Linked DNA regions of Triticum aestivum: region 1 is linked to region 2. Evidence: chromatin contacts called from public Hi-C data. All regions are on one chromosome and are shown on one strand. Each heading gives the region's core, a stretch centred on a gene start, on an enhancer-like site or on the middle of the called end of the contact. The rest is flanking DNA. Distances are from core to core; before and after follow the strand shown.

What was found. A called contact is a pair of places that touch in the nucleus more often than the background predicts.
Region 1: a Hi-C map of leaf shows a contact between it and region 2, with 8 times the contacts expected there. The contact joins the enhancer-like site here to the promoter of LOC123044424 in region 2. A contact is called at or near these places in 3 of 5 Hi-C or Micro-C datasets (all in leaf) and 1 of 1 datasets of contacts at active chromatin or transcription factors (leaf).

The regions. Positions count from the first base shown.
Region 1 is chr2B:217,139,172-217,146,283 of IWGSC CS RefSeq v2.1, forward strand. It overlaps LOC123044425, which reads right to left. Exons shown (of 16, transcript XM_044467162.1): 14 at 6,903-7,076; 15 at 5,746-5,868; 16 at 4,961-5,380. The coding sequence ends at 5,219. Among protein-coding and RNA genes, the nearest start is that of LOC123044425, 12 kb to the right of the region's middle. Within about 2 kb of position 4,545, at least 6 of the 8 cell types and tissues checked have an H3K27ac peak or open chromatin away from gene starts, as enhancers often do. A contact at or near this core is called in leaf, where this site is marked.
Region 2 is chr2B:216,686,199-216,693,081 of IWGSC CS RefSeq v2.1, forward strand. LOC123044424 (zinc finger protein ENHYDROUS) reads right to left here and starts at 1,652. Exons shown (of 5, transcript XM_044467161.1): 1 at 1,267-1,652; 2 at 769-1,171; 3 at 282-655; 4 at 1-53. The coding sequence starts at 1,357.

The sequences.
Region 1 (7,112 bases), core at 3,295-5,794, 460 kb after region 2:
GGCTATCCAAAATACAGTTTGGACTGCCCATAGATTGGGAAAACGGGGTTGGCCAAATCATGTCATGTGTCCACTTTGCAAAGAGGGAGCCCGAAGCTGTTAATCATCTCTTCTTCAAGTGTCGCTTCACCATTAGGCTTTTGGGTATGGTTAGGGAGTGGCTTCATGTCAACTCAATTAATCCTTCATCATTGAGCATTATTCCTTCCAAAAGCTTGGTGGCCTGGCATGTCGGACGCTCAACGACTGAATTGGAAGGTCATGGCTTCCCTAACTATGCTCTCTTCTTGGGTCATCTGGATCAAGCATAACGCATAGATCTTCTGACACGAGTCCTTGCCACCACCAATCCTACTCGTCCTCATCAAGGAAGAGGTCGCTCTTCAGACTATTGTGGGTGGCAAACATTTAGAGCATCTACAGTCCGGCACCTCAAACCCGCCTCATACGCCCAGGTGGGCCTCCCGGTCACTGCCCGGTCACGATTTTTTGACCCAGACGGCCCCCTCAAACGGCCCTCAAACGCCCCGGCTGATCGGCACCCCTCATATCCAGCCCAAATATGGGGCGGATATGGGGGCGCCCAGGCACGCCCACCATGTCGGACCCGACAACCCGACCCCACCCCAAAATGTACCAAATCCACCCCCAAGACTAGACGGATCCATTTGATATCTCCTCACTTCTTCCTCCGTCGTGTCGTCTCTCTCGCGCTTTGCCGCCGCGCCCGCTCCGCAGCCGTTCCCAGGCTCTCCGCCGCCAGCTCTGGAAGAGCAGTCCTCGCCGAGGCGACGTTGTCGTCGGCCCGGACGCCACCGTGGTATGTCCGGCAACTCTCTGGCGCTGCCTTGCACTTGATGTGTTCGACACATTGTCCGGCCGGATTTGTTGTGATTTTTAGGGAAAATGATGGATTCCGATGCTTCATCGGACGAGGAGTATGGACCGAACGAGCTTGACAAAATTATTCAATATGAGTTCTTCTATTCGTTGGGTTCAGACGAAGAAGTGGACATGATTATGCTCATGAGCATGCAAGAGGAAATAGACCGGCAAGTGGAGCATATTCTCAACTTCAAGGGCTCAATCAAAGGGAGGAGTGTGATCAATCGGGGCAGGGTGTCCGGAGCAAAGCTACTGCACAAGGACTACTTTGCTCCCAAACCTACCTTCTCAGACGATCCATGGTTTCATCGCCGTTTTCGCATGCGGAAACCATTGTTTTTGCGCATTGTGGAAGGAGTGGAGGCACACGACGACTACTTCACAAGGGATTGTTGTTGCCAACTCTTTCTCGGTCAAGCAGAAGTGCATGGCTGCTCTAAGGATGCTTGCACTTGGTACTGCTGCAGATGTCGTTGGTGAGATGGTTAGGATCGGGGAGAGCACGTGCTTGAAGACTACTGTCAAATTTTCCCGCGTCGTGGTGGTGGTGTTTGGACCTGAGTATCTCAGAGAACCAAATGCGCAGGACACGGAGAAGTTGTTGGCTATTGGAGAGGCAAGGGGGTTTCCAGGCATGCTCGGATCAATTGATTCCATGCATTCGCAATGGAAGAACTGCCCCAAAGGTTTGCGGAGAATGTATCAAGGTCACACCAGAGAGGCCACCATCATACTAGAAGCGGTGGCATCACATGACTTATGGATTTGGCATGCTTTCTTTGGAATGCTGGGTACTCACAACGACATCAATGTGCTTCAATGATCTCCAGTGTTCAAGAGGCTTTGCAATGGAAATCGCCGTCGTGCAACTACACCGTCAACGACCGAGAGTACAACATGGGATACTATCTTACCCATGGTATCTATCCTCAGTGGACGGCGTTTGTGAAGACCATATCTGAACCGCATGACAATAAACCGAGCCACTTTGCAACAATGCATGAAGCGGCTATGAAGGATGTGGAGAGGACATTTGGTGTGCTTCAGGCTCGTTGGGGAATTGTGTGGAGCGCTGCAATGATGTGGGAATCAGAAGCTTTGTGGCAGCTGATGACATGTTGTGTTATTCTGCACAATATGATTGTCGAGGATGAGGGTGATGGTGTAGTGATTTCGAAGCACCTAAAGAACAAGTTGAAATTCCGGAAGATCAAGATGCGGCTCAGCTTATGAACTTTTTGCACATGCATCAGAATCTTCGAGATCAGCAGGTGCACATGCAACTATTCAATGATCTTGTGGAGCACATGTGGATGCACAATGGCAACCAAGGAGCCAATACTTGAGTTTGGCACTTAAAATAAATTTTATATAAACATTATCTATGATTCTACCAACATTTGCTATTTACATGCGACATTGGCTTGTATTATCGACGTGCATGTATTTGCATGGATTTGGGAGTCCGGATTTGAGATACATGGATGGCGGGACAAAAATATGAGGGCTCGTCCGGATGCGCCCGCGGGCGTGCCCTGACGCGTACGGGTCGGATTTGTCAAGTCCGGTTGTAGATGCTCTTATAGGTAAACTATAATATTGGGAGAGTGAGGCTTTATGTAACCGTGTCGTTTGTAACACCCTCTAAAGGACGAGGCAAATCTTTTGCCTCCGGTTCAGGAAAAAAAAAAGGAACGAGCAGTACAAGGTGTACACCCTCCCATTTGGATCCATGCATGTCTATTTGCACTGTTGAACGATCTGTTATTTCTGGGTTCCAGGCTTCCAGCTCTCGCACGCTCACAGTCACACGTTCCCCGTTTGCTCGTGGTCCTCTCTCTCCGCCAAAGATCTTTTCTGCTCCTCTCTCGCCGTGCGGCACCGCCGTTCCACGGGGACGAAAGGCTTCCATCTGCGCCCCTAGATTTGTTATTAAAAGCCAACCAACGGGTAACCGAGAGTAAATCTGTGCATCAATCGCCACCCCAGATTAGAACGAAAGGCAGAAACAATTTCGCATGGCCGTGACTGTAACCGTACTGCTAGTATCTAATCGCTATTTGAAATATAGTATAAACGGGAGACACCTTCCACAAAAATATAATCAGCTCCCGGACGAAAAGGAAAGGCTGGCCACTACGGCCAAGCAGTTGGAGACAAACGAGCCATGCGCAACAATTCAATCATTCACGGGGAGCCTCCTGTCCTGGGGAATCGAAAAGAAACCATTCGCCGGTGGAACCCATCCCCGGCCCTTGGGTGAAAGTGAAAAGTCGTTTCCACGCAAGAGAAACCTCAAGCAACTGATCATTGACCAACACGCACTGCCGCTGGTATCCAGCTACAAAACTATCCGTGGCGTGAAAATTGCACATGAACAGCACTTGGTAATCCCTTCCTTGTGCTTCTTCCATGGTTCCACCGTAGCATCCTTGTGTGGTTAGCTCTTTCGGTTCAGTTTCACCAGGATCCGGTCGTCCATCATGATCTCGTGCGGTCCGGAGATATGCGGATGCAGCCTGCAGGCGAGCTGAGCATGAATGGCAAAGTCACAGCTATACAAGACCGCACAGGGATCGGCGTCGACGTCAGGTAGGCCGGACAAGGACAACCGTCTCTAACTGAATCTCAACAAAACTGCGATCAGCCGGGCAGAAGAGCGAGCCGCGGTGCGAGTCCTTTCCAAGACGAGAGAACGGCCGGGTCGTTGCTCCATGAGATCACCAGAGTATCGGAGAATCGCCGTGCAGCCACCGGCCGTCGCGTAAGATGGGCACCAGCCCGCCGCAAGACCAGACGGGCGCCGCCGTTTTCTGGGTCGTTTCTTTCTGGGATGCTCCAAAACGAAAACTAGGAAACCGGCATGTGAAAGAGGACTGGACGGCGTTGGGTAAACTGCCACTCGTACTTAGCGCCGGCTGTTCATTCAGCCTAGATACCTTGAACCAATAGCGCCGGTTGTTTGGTGTGACGATGCTGATGCATCTGGTCAATGGCAACAGCATCACGGGTGTCTCCACTCTCCAGTGGAAGAATCTCGCGGCTACAGTCTAGTGCAATAAGGCAGGAGGAGGTTACGACTCGAAAGTAGAAAAGACATCACATAATCTAACCTGGGTAGACCGATAACAACAGGCAGATCAGCCAAGTGGCAAGCACAGAAGCGTTGCACCGGTGTGCAGTGCAGTGTAGTGAGAAGAAGCTTTTCTCCGGACTCTTTTTAATTAAATTAAATAAAGAAAGCTTTGTGCAGCCGGTTTGGATCAAGGCAAGAGCTAATTGACAATGGAGATGTCGGAGATCTTTCGAATGATCATGGATCTGCGATAATGACCGTCCACTTGTGCGGACCCCCCCAGCCTCCCCAACAAGGTAATCTGCAATAATAAAGGATAACACAAATAACGTATACATGTTCATTAGATCCTGGAATGGCTCTGGCCGCTGGGGGCCAAGGTGATGGAGCTACCAGACTGGAGAGGGACAGGGCACCATTGTGGCATTGTGTCACTTGTTGAAATGAGATGAGAATCGATGCCGCGGGTTTTTGGCAAATAATAAAATGCACTTCGGGTTCGAGAGGGGTGCCTCTGTGTGTGGCCCGTGATGCTGTTGCGTGTCCGTAGGACATAGTGGAGGAGGGTAGGGTACGCGGCAGGGACGGGCATGAAGAGGCCGGAGCGAGTGAAGGGCCCGGATAAGAAAACAGCTCGGACGATTGGGTGGACTGGTGGGGCTGGGTCCCATCTGTCGGCGGCCCTTTGCCAGAACATTTGAAATGGTTTTCGATGCGTCGCCAAGTGTAGCCAAAAGCTGACAGATGAGATATTCGTTGGGGATAGATTTTCTTTACAAGGGGATTCGTTGAGACATATGGGTCCGTACCAGTGGTGAAGGAGGCAGCCTGGCGTTGTCGGCCAGTCAATTCCTTATTTGACTAGGCCCTTCAAGTGTCCTGGGGCTTTTGGCGAAAAACTCTTTCCAGGTATCGTTTCTGTCTCCCACCCCACTCTCCAGGTACTGAAATGCAACCCTCGACAACAAACGATTCATCATGGCAGGCGCAGCACAAACAGAAAAAAAAAAGACAAGATTCAAAAAGAGCGTCCGTATATGTACAAGGCCCAGATGGCCACACTACCACTACTCCCTCCCATCCATATTAATTGTCACTGACTTAGTACAGGCATCTACAATTACTATACTAGCTTTGACGAGTTTGCTCAAAAGTATTTAGCGAGTTTCAGTGGGCTAATACAGTGTAATAAGCCACATACAACAACAGATATGGTGCAATGGAAGAAAGAAAGAACGACAGGTATGCATGGCTGCCCTAAGATCTGCAGGTGCGGTATACCTCACCGCGCATCACATCAACTGGCCCATGATCATGTGCATAGCGATCCGGGCCAAGATACGCGCCAGCCTTCTCCAGGAGGGCCAAGGCCTCCTCCCTGCCGTACTTTGAGGAGTAAAGGTTCAAGTATTCAATGTCCTGCGTTACAAAATCCAGAAATCAACTGTTAGCTAAGTTTCAGTCAGCTCACAGTTCTCTACTGGAAATTGGTTTAAAGTGAAAGGCTGGAAGAATTCATTTGGTTATGTAACCAATCTAAGCCAACAGTTGTACCAAACAAAAGGTAAGGTGAACTGGTGAAATAGGACAAAAAATGAACTACTCCCGCCGCTCTAAATATAAGATGTTCCGGATATTTCAGTATGGACTACCTACCGACTGAAACGAGTGAACAAACACACTAAAATGCGTCTATATACATCTGAATCAGAAAAAAGTTAAAACATCTTATAATAGTGAACGGCGGGAGTAGCATTTCAAAAAACAAAAACAGAAAGTATCACCTGCATGCCACTGAGAATGCGTTCAAGCCTCAGGGACGCAACTGGTTCCTTTGATGAAGAAAACACCTCGCCAGGGTAAAACAGAACCCCATCGCCTGGAGGAAGGCCGCGTCGGAAACAGATCTACAAACACACAAGTTTGAGAATAAGATTAAACATAATATACCAAGTAAACAAAAACAGTCTAAATTTGAAATGCAAAATAAACATTGAAGTCGGAATAACGATGTCAGATACCTGAATTAACAGGAAATGGCATATTTAAAGCACTAAATCATGTAACAATACAGATGCTGAAAGTTCAGTTTAAGATTAAATGTAGGGAGTAGAACATAAGACAACCCATCCACAGATGCACTAAAATAAGAGTTACTAGATACATATCTATTAGACTTCTAGTCTTAATTTAGTAAGAAAACTATCTTATCACTTTCTTACACATTTATACTCCCTCCGTAAAGAAATATAAGAGCGTTTAGGTCACTACTTTAATGATCTAAACACTCTTATATTTCTTTAAAGAGGGACTACTTGTTACTCAATAGCAAAACATGCTGTATGCATATAAGTTCAACATTCAAACCCATGTACAGGTAATATTTCTTGAAAATACCATAAAATTTTAAAATATGAGCACCAAATACAATAAATTTTAATTATTGCGAATCAAGTTCATAGATGGGAACATAAAATGGGACAGTGCTGAAGATATATGCAACTAATCACAATCATATTTCATGCAAGCCAACTACCTCCATGTTTACCAACAAAAAATGAATGTGAACTTGAAACTTCCATGAGCAAACAAGCATCCTAAATCATGTTTTCTTGCTTACAATGCAACACAAACATTTTTTAACCTATAACATGCCAGACATATCTCCCAACACAAAATGAATCTAATGGAACTTTTGAAGAGATATTTGATGGGTTAGGAACAACCTCCAAAAAATACTTGGGATTTTTTTGTCTGTTCGGTGCTTGAACAAGGGTTTGGTACTTGAACCAGGGGGATTTTCAAACTTACACCCCACATGTCACCGCGAACAAAAACTAGCAGGCAACTTTTACACAAATTCTACTGTAAAAAATGATCACACCCTTCATAGATTGATGTCACCCCACTGTATCAAGAGGTTTTCCAATGTATAGCATACCTCGGCACTTGGAATCATAGCCTTCTCGTAGCAGTTGGTACCCCAGTAAAGAAATCCTGTGCCACCCTCCTTCCATGCTCTCCACATCACTGCCCGATGCTGGGTTCCGCGCATCCCAAGGTGCCAATTTGGTTGAGGATCAGAAGGCCCCATACAAACATATGTCCACCACTCCTACATACGATTAAGATGGTTTCATCAAGATAAAGG
Region 2 (6,883 bases), core at 402-2,901:
ATCTTCCTCCTCTTGCTTGATATCCACAATTGGCTCCACAACCACCACTGGCTCTGTAACATATAGGCACAGTACGGAAGAACAAGTCACTCGTCATTGTTGCCTAAATGATCATAAGACTAGCTAAATTGGGAAAGAAACAAGACTCATGTATTCCTTTTTTTTTGTTACAGTAATAACAAATAAAGATGGATTTAGGGAGAATGACTTTGCTATAAATCTAACATAGTCTATGAATAGATAGTAAGACAAACACATTGCAAAATGCAAAAGAAGCATACCATCCAAATTTGGCACAACTGCCACCATTGGCTGCTGCTCCTGTGGCGTTGGAGATGTCGGCGTTGGAGATGGCGACGGCGGAATCCGCTGCTGCTGTGGCTCCTCCATTGCTGCCTCAACGTTCTGCGGCTCATCCACCTCGGCCACGGCAGAAGTCTCATTTTCATCTTCTCCCCCCTTGTCCTCCTCATCCTCCTTTTCCTTGTGCTTATCCACATTCTCCTCTTCTTTCTCCTTGTCCTTGTCCACATTCTCCTCAACCTCCTGCAAATCAGGTGGCCGAGGCGAAGGCGGCGCCGGAACAGCAAGCACTCTGCCGGTCTCCTCGACGAGAGCGCCACAGAAAGCGCGATGTGTCACGAAACTATCCCTCCTGAATCAAGCCAGCACGCCGACTGATGAATGAAACAAAAGCACAAACATTTGCCCCTCAAGGGAAGGAGAAAGGAGCATCGAAATTGGGGGGAACCGAGCTGGAAGCAGTACCTGGTGAAGAGTGTGCCGCAGTCACAGCGATACTCGCGGGTGCCGCAGGTCTTGGCATGGGCCTTGAGGTCGGCCTGGACGGCGTAGCGCTTGCCGCAGCGTGGGCAGGCCCATCGCTTCTCGCCGTGCTTGCGGCAGAAGTGCTTCTTGATGCCCGTGAGGTCCCCGAGCGCGCGGGCGGGGGAGTGGTGCACGCAGCCGGGCTCCGGGCAGACGTAGACCCTACGGCGCGGCGGCGCCGCCCCGGGGCCGCGCTGCCGCAGCCGCCACGGAAGGTTGTGCCCCCGGCGGTGGAGCTGCAGGTTCTGGTCCCTCTGGAAGCCCTTGCCGCACACCTCGCACACGAACCGGTTGGTCGCCATGAGCGTCCCCGGCGACAGCGCGATCACCTCCGCGTCCGGATCTGCACAAGCACACGGAAACCGACCACCGTCAGACCAAGAAAGCTCGCGCGAGCCGTACCAACCACCCCGCAAAACCCGAAGCACGCGGTCTCGCCTGGCGTCCCGGGGAGGTTCCTCTTCTTCTTGGGCGGCGCCGGCGTGGCGGCCGCCTCCGGCTGCTCCGGCTCCGTCGGATTGGGCGGCATCCCCGGTCGATCTGGCGCCGCGGCCGCCGCTCCGCTCAGCTCACAGCCCTCCAGCTGCCCCTTATCGGCGCCCAGGCGACCCGCGTCAGCGAACGGAGGGCGCGGCGGCGGCGGAGGCGGTGGACGGAGGATTTTTTTTCTCTCTCTCCTCCTTTCTTCGCTTCTTCTCTGGCTGGCTGGCTGGCTTGGCTTGTCTTGCTTTCGATTGGGGGTTGGGGGTGTGGGGAGATGGATGGGAGTCAGAGCGGCCGCGGCATCGGATGAGGCGTTGGCGTTGGCGTTGCGGTGCTCGCTCGGGTGGGGTGGGGTGGTGTGTGTACCGCGCGGTGCCAATCCGGCACGTTGGCTTTTGGGTGCGGGGTGGGTAGCGTCCCCTCGCCGCCGTCGGATTCCGCGCCGTGATTCGTGCGCACGTGGTCTCGCCCTGCCGTTTACTGCCCTGCGGGGACACCCTTTTTGGTGGCTAGCTTGCCCCCTTTTAAATCCAGCCCCACACCCCGAGAAAAATCGCCCGTGTCCAATCGCCTCCATCACTGTGCCTTCTCCCCCCTCAATTCCACGTACCTACGTATGGTCGACCAGCTGATACCGCCGCAAGTACTGTACAAGTACTACCAGTACTAGTACAATTATGTTATACACCAATGAGATGCTGCTGCTGCTACTACTACTTGGTGCCTCGGAAAAATTGCTGGGATGCTACTGCTCGGCCCCTCAAAAAAATGGCTGGGATGCTTTGTGGGAAGATCGGATTTTTTTAATATTATTTTTTTTGCAGGGAGGAAGAACGGATTTAATCGTCAGGTGAGCGAAGCCGAAAGATGTCTGCGGCGAGGACGGAAAAAGGAGGAGGAGTCGTGTCCAGCGAAGGGAAATGGAACCACGCGGTGCGCAGCGGCTGGATCTCCCCGGAGTTGATAAGGGCGGAAAGCGATGCTGGCCCCAGCTAGCGCGGCTGCTCAGAGATCGCCGTTATCCACATGGCGGTGGGGGTTGTCGTGTCGCCCCGCCCCCGCCCGCGCCTCGGGTCACGGCACGGCAGGCAGTAACGGAAGCCGCTGCGCTGCGGCCATACGTACGCGCGACGGCGCGGGCATACGTACGTATTCGCGCGCAACGGACTGTGAAAGAAGTCGGCGAGCCGTATTCCCCCACGCTGTCGAGGCGGACTAGTCGTCTTCGACGGGGTGACGGGGGCACGGGGCCCCTCCTCCCTCTGGGCGACTGGGGCGGATAGTAAACTCGTGAGCTAGAGCTTGTTTCTTCCAAAGGTGGACTACCAATAAAAAAGGTTCACTTTTACGTGTTGGTAGCTCTTGTTTTTCCGCCTAGGTTTCGTGTCGATGGGGGAGGATATTTTAGCTGCCGTCGCCTAGACCCACCTCCTGCGTGCTGTGTGTTGGATCTATCACCGCGTACGGAGGCCAAAGCAGGCAAGCGAGGGTGACACTTGCTAGCAATCCCATGGAAATGGGTGCCGTTTTGGTGAACGTTTTATTCTGCTAGTAGGAGTACTTCTTTTCGGCGGGGCAAAGTTCAGGCGTTTCTCCTGAAAGTGATCTTTTCGAACCATATATGCTGATAAATGTATTGTTTCACTTTATGTGAAATGGTCTTCCACTCCTTTTTGCAGGGGGGAAGTCGCATGTGTTTCCCTAGTAAGTACTCTTTCAAAAGTGCACCGATAAATACTTTTACATTTTATGAATTTACATTACACTCCTTTCGGTGAGAGTAGTGTAGGCATTTTCTCTAATAAACATTATATTTATAGTAGGAAATTGCATGTTGCAACGGAGGCATACATATTATGCCAAACAAAAACTTTATTGCCTGTGTTTTTTTGCGCGCAGGAGGGGGGAGGCGGCTTTGACCCAAAAGGTGTTTTTTTGCGGTGGATACTTTAGTGGCCCTTTTTTGGGGCGCGGTTGAGGCGGTCTTCATGGAAACCTAGGGAAAAAACAAAGATTTGAGAGGGGGGGGGGGTCAAAACAGGAATATGGGAGGGCGTAGTAAGGTGTTTGGACGAAAGAAGGAGCAAAATGGGAAGCGATCCTTCTTTTCATGAAAGAGTAGACGTTTCTCCAAATAAGTATCATTTGTTTAAGCATATTGATAATTATTTTACATATCTTCTGTGAACTTGCATATTTCCCCTTTAGACCTTGTCGTGCAAAAACAAATTGGGTGATGTGCTAGCCAGCGGTATGTTGTTACCATTGGATAGTAGTGCACTGTCACATCCCTAGCTCCTGGCAATGCACTAGGCTAGCTTCATGTGTGCATCATGTTTAAATTTGGCCTAAACTTGAAATGGGGATGTTCAAACCCTAGCACCAAATGAAATCCAACTAAGGTCACAATGAAATATTTTCAATGAACCTGAAATGCCCTTCTAAAATGTTCATCATCTTTGCCTTGGTCTTAAACCTCTGACAAAAATGATGCACAAATTTCTAGGACATCCTAAGGTCACTGGATTAAATCATTAGTTAATTGCATTTGGGCATTTAAATGTTAGTAAATATTTTAAATGTCCAAATAATCTCAAACTAAAATATTCCATGTTGGATATATTCTAAACATTGGGCAATGCACAGTTTGGTGATTTTTGAAAGTGCCTAGATATTTTTAGTAATGCCACAAACTTACAGAACAAAAGAGAAATAGAAATAAAAGAAAAGGAGAGAGAGAAGGACTTACCTGTGCAGCCACCTGGTCGGCCTAGCTGGTGGCCCAGCCAGCTAGCCAGCCCACCGAGGGCAGGGGCGTCTTCTTCCTCCTGCCAGAAGGCAGAGGAGAAGACAGCCACGCGCCACGGCGTGCCACGCCGGCAGCTGCCTGCCTGGCTGCCCCCTCATCGCCCTGGACCCCCTCCGCAACGCCACACACCCCCTGGACCCTCTCTCACTCTCCCCCGTGCCTTCCCTCTCCTCTGTCTCTCTCCCTCGCTCTCCCTCTCACGCGCCCGAGCACGCCGCCATGAGTTGCCACGCCCACAGCCGTCGCCTCCCCTCCCCGAGCTATCCAGAGCCTCCGCCACCTCGCGCTTCACCTCTGCACCGAAGGAAGGAAGCACGGAAGCCCCGAGCGCCGCCATCGACGTCATCTTCATCCTCGGGTCCCGGGGATCGCCGCCGTGATTCCGACGCCGTCCGGCCTTCCCTGAGCCGTTCGACGCCGCCAAACGACGCGCAGTGAGGTCCTGCTCTGTCCTCCTCCCTCCCCCCGTTTGATTGCTTCCCCTAGCTTGCGCAGCCGCCGCACTCGAAAGCTCCCCACCGCCGGCCATGGCGCCGTTGTGGCCAGAGCCCAAAGCAGTGGCTCCCACACGCATCATCGCCCTCCTTGCTTCACCAGGAGTCCGGCGAGCCCCTCAGAGAGCTTCCCCGTGCCATGTAGCCTGCGCCCGCTCAAAGCCGTACCTCGACCGCCGCCACGAGCTCGTTCCAGCGAGCTCCGGCCACCCCGCGCCCTCCCGCGTGCCTCCCTTGGATGCGCGTGAGCAAGGGCAACCCTCTGGTGCCCTTGGCTTGGCCCAACACCGCATGTAGCGCCACTCCGGGAACCCTTCGTCGTGTCTTGAGGTCGCCCCTGGCCATTCTCCGGTGTGCCGACGTGGCGTCATTAGCTTAGGTACTAACCACGTTTAGTTAGAACCCACAACCATTGACATGGACCCCAGTGCGGGGTCAAACCCAGTCAGCGCTGGATTTGACCGGCATTAGTCCCTGTGTCAATGACACGCTGGTCCCACCAGCCAGGTTTGACCCTGGTCAACTCGGTTGACCTGCTGACGTCATGATGATGTCATGTTGACACAGTAAATCTTTTTTTGGATTTAGTTTAATTTTAAATAATCCAGAAATTGCAGAAAATGCTCTAAACTTTTAAAATTCATAGAAATTCAACCGTAACTCAGAATGTAATAATTTATATATGAAAAATGATCAGAAAAATCCAATCTATCCATCTGTACTTGTTTCATGCATGTTAGAACCACTTATGACTACTGTTTAGGACAAATCATATAAATGGCATTTGAATATCCACATATGGGGTTTGAATTTGAATCTTGGATTCAAACCAACTTCATCTAACCTGTTGCTAGTTGCATTAGCTCACATCACAGCATATTACCATGTCATGATCATGCATCATATTGTGCATTGCATTGATTGTGTTTCCTTCTCCATTGCCGGTATTTGCCCCCTCTCGATAGACGTGATTTCGACGATGTGATCGATGACACCGATGAAGAGCTATACTATCTTCGGAGGTGCCACGCAAGCAAAACCCCCTTGTTCATTCCGATACAAACCCACTCTCTCGCTCTGCTCTTTTTTACTGCATTAGGACAACAATGACTCATGTGTTACTTGTTGTGGTAGCTGAACCCCTTTTCCTCTGCATGACCTGTCATTGCCACTGTAAATAGATGAAACCCACTATCATGAGTAGGAGTTGTTTGAGCCCTGATGTGCCTACTCATTCATGCTTGTTTGTCATGCCTGCTACTGCTTAGAGTTGAGTCAGGTCTGATTCATCGGGGATGAATCAGAGGTGTGTGAACATGTCCTACTGAGTGTGAGCTAAGTGTGTGAACACGATTTGGTAAAGGTAGCGGTGAGAGGCCATGTAGGAGTACATGGTGGGTTGTCTCATTGAAGCCGTCCTCAGGAACTGAGTTCTGTGTTTGTGATCCATGAACAAAACAACAACTACCACTCATTGGGATCCTTAATTGACCCTCTCGGGTTCTTAACCACCCTTGTCCTTTGTCTAGGAGTTGCAAGTAGTTTCTGGTGTTTGTAGTATGCTGGAGGCCGTGGGCAGCGCTGAGCCGAGGGGTGGGCTGTGATGCGGTAGGCACATGGCCGGGTATGCCGGGCGCCCGTTTGGTGTCGCGGAACCCTGTACACATTGTTCGGGGCCGTATGTGGAAACCTCAGCCAGACTCCCTGCGGATGGAACCTGAATAGGCGATAAACCTGGACTAGAGACTTGAGTGTTTAGGTAGGCCGTGGCCGACACCCTCGCCAGGCTTCCACTTGAAGGTTGCCGAGATACATGACGTGTACATGGTGGTAAGTGGCGAGAGCGTGTGTGAAGAAGTACACCCCTGCAGGGTTAACATCATCTATTCGAATAGCCGCGTCCGCGGTAAAGGACCTCTGGGTTGCCTATACAGTTCATAGACAAGTGAAAGTGGATACTCTAAAATACGCAAGATAAGCGTGAGTGCTATGGATGGCGTTCTCGTAGGGAGACGGGAGCGGATCCATAGTGGTGTATTGATATGGTGAATATGTGGACTTGTGTGCGCCACCTCAAAAGAGTTACATGCAGTCGTAGTTTAGGATAGCCACCGAGTCAAAGCTGGCTTGCTGCAGTTAAACCCCACCATCCCCTTTGTTGATAATGATGCGTATGTAGTTAGTTCTGATGTAAGTCTTGCTGGGTACATTTGTACTCACGTTTGCCTATTTTATGTTTTTGCAGAGAGACTTCCGTCTCACTAGTAGT